2 separate regions of the Sus scrofa genome follow, and region 2 is linked to region 1. A link is a contact called in public Hi-C data. All regions are on one chromosome and are shown on one strand. Each heading gives the region's core, a stretch centred on a gene start, on an enhancer-like site or on the middle of the called end of the contact. The rest is flanking DNA. Distances are from core to core; before and after follow the strand shown.

What was found. Hi-C and Micro-C count contacts between places; a contact is called where the count stands out from the background.
Region 2: a contact with region 1 is called in a Hi-C map of skeletal muscle, with 3 times the contacts expected there. The contact joins the promoter of KRCC1 here to the promoter of THNSL2 in region 1. A contact is called at or near these places in 2 of 5 promoter capture datasets (both in liver), 22 of 47 Hi-C or Micro-C datasets (alveolar macrophages, embryonic fibroblasts, fetal heart ventricle and 10 more) and 2 of 2 datasets of contacts at active chromatin or transcription factors (alveolar macrophages and skeletal muscle).

Annotation. Positions count from the first base shown.
Region 1 is chr3:57,819,892-57,822,591 of Sscrofa11.1, forward strand. It overlaps THNSL2 (threonine synthase-like 2), which reads right to left and starts at 1,405. Exons shown (of 11, transcript XM_021087277.1): 1 at 1-1,405.
Region 2 is chr3:57,926,944-57,929,681 of Sscrofa11.1, forward strand. KRCC1 (lysine rich coiled-coil 1) reads left to right here and starts at 1,320. Exons shown (of 4, transcript NM_001243946.1): 1 at 1,320-1,571.

The sequences.
Region 1 (2,700 bases), core at 155-2,654:
CTAACTGGCCCCATGTGGACTCAGAATTCTGATTAGCATGGAGGGAGATGGGGTCCAAGGGCACCTCAGGCATAACTCTGGTCACGCATTTCATCGGTTAGGTTCCCAGGAGCCAAGGGCCGTGCTGAGGAGCTGGGTTGAGCTCTGGATCATGGCTGTGAATTCTTTCTTTTCTTTTTTTGTCTTTTTAGGGCTGCACCTGCAGCATATGGAGGTCCAGGCTAGGGGTTGAATTGGAGCGACAGTTGCCAGTCTAAACCACAGCCACAGCAATGAGGGATTGAGCTGCGTCTGTGACCTACACCACAGCTCAGGTCAATGCTGGATCCTTAACCCACTAAATGAGGCCAGGGATTGAACCTCCATCTTCATGGATGCTAGTCGGGTTCATTTCCACTGAGCCACGATGGGAATTCTTGTGAATTCTGATTATAAATCCCCATAGCACTTCTGGGGATGAATCTGGCTAGACATAGCTCTCAGCACCAGCTTGGACTCATTTCTGTGCCAGGGCCAGCAGGGAACCCCTGCTCTCTGGGGACAAAGCCACCTGAAGCCTTCCACCTATGAGAAAGGGAAGTGACTATGTGGCAGTGACCTGGAAGAACTCTGGTTTCCTAGACTGCGGATCTGATGCCTCTGAGCCCAGTGCAAATCCACATGAGCCACTTGCCACTCCCAAGCCTACAAGTGCATTTAGCTTACAGAGACAAGTTGAATTGTCCATACCATGGATCTTTGGAAAGTGAAAGTAGATATTATTAATAATTATGCTGGGGAATTCTCATTTTGGCTCAGTGGTAACAAACCCAGCTAGGATCCATGAGGATGCAGGTTCCATCTCTGGCCCCACTCAGTGGGTTAAGGATCCAGCATTGCCATGAGCTGTGGTGTAGGTTGCAGATGCTGCTCAGATCTGGCATTGCTGTGGCTGTGGTATAGGCCGGAAACTGCAGCTCTGATTCGACCCCTAGCCTGGGAACTCACATATGCCACACCTGTGGCATACACACACACACACACACACATATATATATACACACACATATATGTATGTGTGTATGTATGTATATGTATATGTATGTATGTATGTACACACACACACACATACTGGGACAATGGGGATAAACCAGAACTGTCTCAGGCCAAATTGGAAATATCACCTTGCATAGGGGTCCACACCACAGAAATGGAATCAGGGTAACTCCCAAGCCAACTGCAGGGAGTAAGCAAGGAAAGCCCAAAACAGAACCAAGGCAGGAGGGCAGGGGGCTAGCAGTGCCTTCAACAAAGGGAGGACTATCTTTCCTTTTAGGGACGCACCCTCGACATATGGAGGTTCCCAGGCTAGGGGTCGAATCAGAAGCTACAGCTGCTGGACTATACCACAGCCACGCCAGATCCGAGCCGAGTCTGCGACCTACACCACAGCTCACAGCAATGCTGGATCCTTAACCCATTGATCGAGGCCAGGGATTGAACCCACAACCTCATGGTTCCTAGTCAGACTGGTTTCTGCTGTGCCACGAGGGGAACTCCAAGAGAGGGCTCTCTGTAACTCTGTGGCAAGGGTCAGAGCCAATATGAACTGCCCAAGACCTTGGAGTAACCAGGGGGCGATCCTGCCGGGCCACCTCTGCAGCCAGACCAAAGGAAAGAAGACAATTGTGTTGTCAAAGAAGTTGAGTCGGACATGAGGGCAGGAGCAAAGGCAGGCAGGGCTCTGAGCAAGAGCCAAAGAAAACATCTGCAGAACTCTCTGCCCTGAGGAGTGGGGGGACAGTGGATCACATCACACCTGGGGCACTGGGCTCTGTTCTGGGCTCCTCCCCACGCCAAGGAGGAGGTGGATAAACTGGCCCAGGAACAAAAGAGAGGGCCTGACACCAGGCTCTGCAACCATCACAGAAAGAACTGGACTGACCAACACACAGGTGGCTGTCTTCCCCAGGAATGGTAGCCCCTGTTCTGTCCAAGGACCCCAAGGAGCCAGAATGGGAAAAACTACGTGACATACACTGCTGGGTTCAGTGTTAGGTAAACCAAATAGAGAAGCCAGAAGTAGAAGCAGCTGCCCCAGTGACACAAGCTGGGACCTGGGACCTGGGACCCTTTGCTACAGTGCTTTTGCACCTGGTCAAACATCTCCTGGAACAACAAAATACAAAGAAACTATAAGGGACTGAAAGTAACTGTACCTGCCAGCAGTTGGATCAAATTACCGGCAAAAAGATACAAAAAAACCCCCCTAAAAACCCAGCTGCCATTTCTGAAAAGCCCAGAGCAAAGGCAGGGTGTTGGGGCAAAAGCAGGCATGTCCCCTGCACACAATCCCACCCAAACCACCCCTGTGGCTGGACTCCTGGACCTGCCTCTATCCAAGCCCCATACAAGGAATCAGCTCCCGCCCTTCCTCGGGGAAACCTGTTGCTTGCTTTTTGCTCCATGCGCAGCAGCAGGGGCCCCATACAGCCTTGCCTGAGTTTCTGGCCTGGCCTCTCATTTCTATTGACTAAGGTCAGCCGAGAACCCAGATAACAACAGGATGGGGTGAAGCCGAGGAAGAAAATCAAGCACCCTGGTTGGAGTGCTGCATGGGGTGGGACTAAGTGGCCTCTGTTGAAGGAGGTTTTATAATTTTCCCATGCCACTCCACTGGACCCTGTTCCAGAGTGGAGCAGGATCCAAAAAACTCTGACC
Region 2 (2,738 bases), core at 70-2,569, 110 kb after region 1:
GGATAGGATTTACTTCTGAGGGGAGGAGGAGTTCATTAGGCAGTAGGAAGAGGGTGTTTCAGGAAGAAGTAGCAGATACAATAAACTGAGTTATGTAATAGCAGGGTATTTACAAGAATCAATAAAAGTTTAATGTTGTTGAATCACAAAGTGAAAGGGTGGGGAAGTGAGAACACTAGGAAGATAATGAGATCAGGGAGGTGCACAGAAGCCCAGAAGTAGTATTCATGTGGGACTTTCTCCAACAGACAACTGGAGCCAGAAATGACTTCCACATAGAACCCTTTGGTAGACTGGAACGGTGAAATCAGGAAGAATGGTAAATTAGGTAGCTATTGCCATGGTTCTAACAAAAGATGATGGGAACCTGAAATTAGTCAGCGGTTGTATTACAGGAAAGGAGAGCTTACCCAAGAGAAACTTTTGCACAATGCACAGGGGACATGCCCATCAACAGGAAAAGGGGTGTAACACTGTATAGCAGTGAAATGAATAAATAACATTTATGTGCAACAGCTTGGATGAGTCTCAAAACATTGAGTGAAAGAAGCCCTGCTAGAGAAAGACATAAATCTTATAAAATTAAAAAACAATCTAAAAATTTTCCCCAAGCAGGAGTTCCCATCGTGGCTCAGTGGTTAATGAATCTGACTAGGAACCATGAGGTTTCAGGTTTGATCCCTGGCCCTGCTCAGTGGGTTAAGGATCTGGCATCGTTGCTGTGGCTGTAGTGTAGGCCAGCAGCTACAGCTGCTATTCGACCCCTAGCCTGGGAACCTCATATGCCGCGGGAGCGGCCCAAGAAATGGCAAAATGACCAAAAAAAGAAAAAAATTTCCCCAAGCATACATGTGATAAAGATATATACATATGTAAAGAAATGATGACTACAAACCAGGGTAGTGATTTCTTTGGGAGACAGGGAACAAGAGGATGAGATGAACGTGTGTATGTATATACACGTATACTGAGAGAGCCAAGGGAGAGAAAAAGGTCATTTATGCTGCAATGATGACAGCATATCACCACCAAAGATTTTGCTTAATCTACTGTGTATCAAAGACTCTTAACAAACTTTAAAAAGGTAAAGCAGGAAATCATGATTTTTCAGATATTCTGGAGGTAGAAACCGCAGATTTCCAAACTTTTTTCTTTGTTGGTTTTAGATTTCCCCCCGCCACCGCCCGAAGTGAGTAGCAGTGAGGAGAGCTTCGGCCAGGTTAAAACAGAGTCCCGGAAGAAGGGGACCGAGGGGGCGGAGCAAACAAGAAGGCGGGGCTAAAAAGGCTCTCTGAGAGTAGGGTGACTGCGCAAGCGCAGTGGCACGCCCCGCCGCCGCCATGGCGCGGGCGCTGTCCAGTCAGTCGCTGGTGGTGGTGGTGGCTACTTCCCTTCAGGAAGCCCGGTCTCCGCCCCCTCCTCCCACCCCGTCTGCTCCGCGGCGGAGGCGGCGGTGGCGGCAGCGGTTGTCCCTGCCTCTCCGCCACCTCCACCTCAGCCTATCCCCCGACCGGTGGCGTTGGCGGGGAGGGGGGCCGTAGTTGTAGACGGCCGCCCCTGCCTCAGAGAAGGTGAGTTCCCGCCCGGCAGCGGGAGCGGCCTCGGCCTTCAGCCGCTCGATCCCCCAGCCCGGTAGAGGCCGGGCGCGCCCAGAGAGTGCGAGATGGCCGACCCGGACAGGGCTACGCTCCCCTCCCCACTCGCAGCCCCGGGAAAGGGCCGCCGGGGCCCCAGCACGGAGCGCGGCGGGAGCGGGGACGCCTCCGCTGCCGGGAAGTTGAAGTTGGAGTGGGAGAGAGGCGGCCAGGTCGAGGCCGTGGATCTGGAGTGTCAGGGAGAGGGAAGGGGGTTGAGGAGGACACCCCGAGATCAAGGGGACAGAGACACGGAGAGAAAAGGCTCCAGACGTGGAAGGGCGTAGACCTGCGCTGGGCGAAATTCAGCATCCTACAAAGTAGAGCCCTCACGCGGAGGGAGAAGTGAAATTTGGCCACAGTAGGAAGTAAACACGGGAGCTTCAAGTTGCGGAGGCCCTGGAGGAAGGGAAGAGGGGGTGAGGTATTTGAGGGATTACTTTGCAGAGTTTTCCTTAGCTTTTGAGGATAACACCCTGTAAAACAAGCTTCTAAGATTTACGGGCCTATTGTAGTAGTCGTCTGAATTTAAATTTGTATCTACCAGAGTCAAAGATAATACAGCAGGACATCAGAGAGGCAAAAACAGCTTTTATTCAGTAACTGCAGTAGGGAAAGAGCTGAGCTCCATTCCGATTTGCGCAGAGGTGACGGGGTTTTAGAGGGAAAATGAAGGAAGGGGTTCAGTAGAGTCAGGAAAGCGCAAAATTACCTAGGTTTGGGCAGTGTCCGTGCACTTAGGCGAGCTGTGTCATCTTGTGGAAGTGAGGATTCACTTTTCCCACAGACTGGGAGACCCCAGGCCCTGCCTTTTCTGATAATTACACTTTAAAAGGATGGCTTTCAGATCTTTGAGAAAGACATTCCTGAGTTGTGGGGGGTACACATATATCTCAAAGGGACAGAGGAAGAATTAACAAACAATTGTAAACCCTTTTTAGTAACTACTCTAAAAAAGAGAGGTCAGGGCCTTATATTCAGGTGTTGGCTAGAACAAACAATAAATGCCTTTTGACAGCCCTGAGCTTTCCCAGCCTGAGCTCAAAATGGGACTGGGTCCGAATTTCCATTGTGGCTCAGCGGTAATGAACCCGACTGGGATCC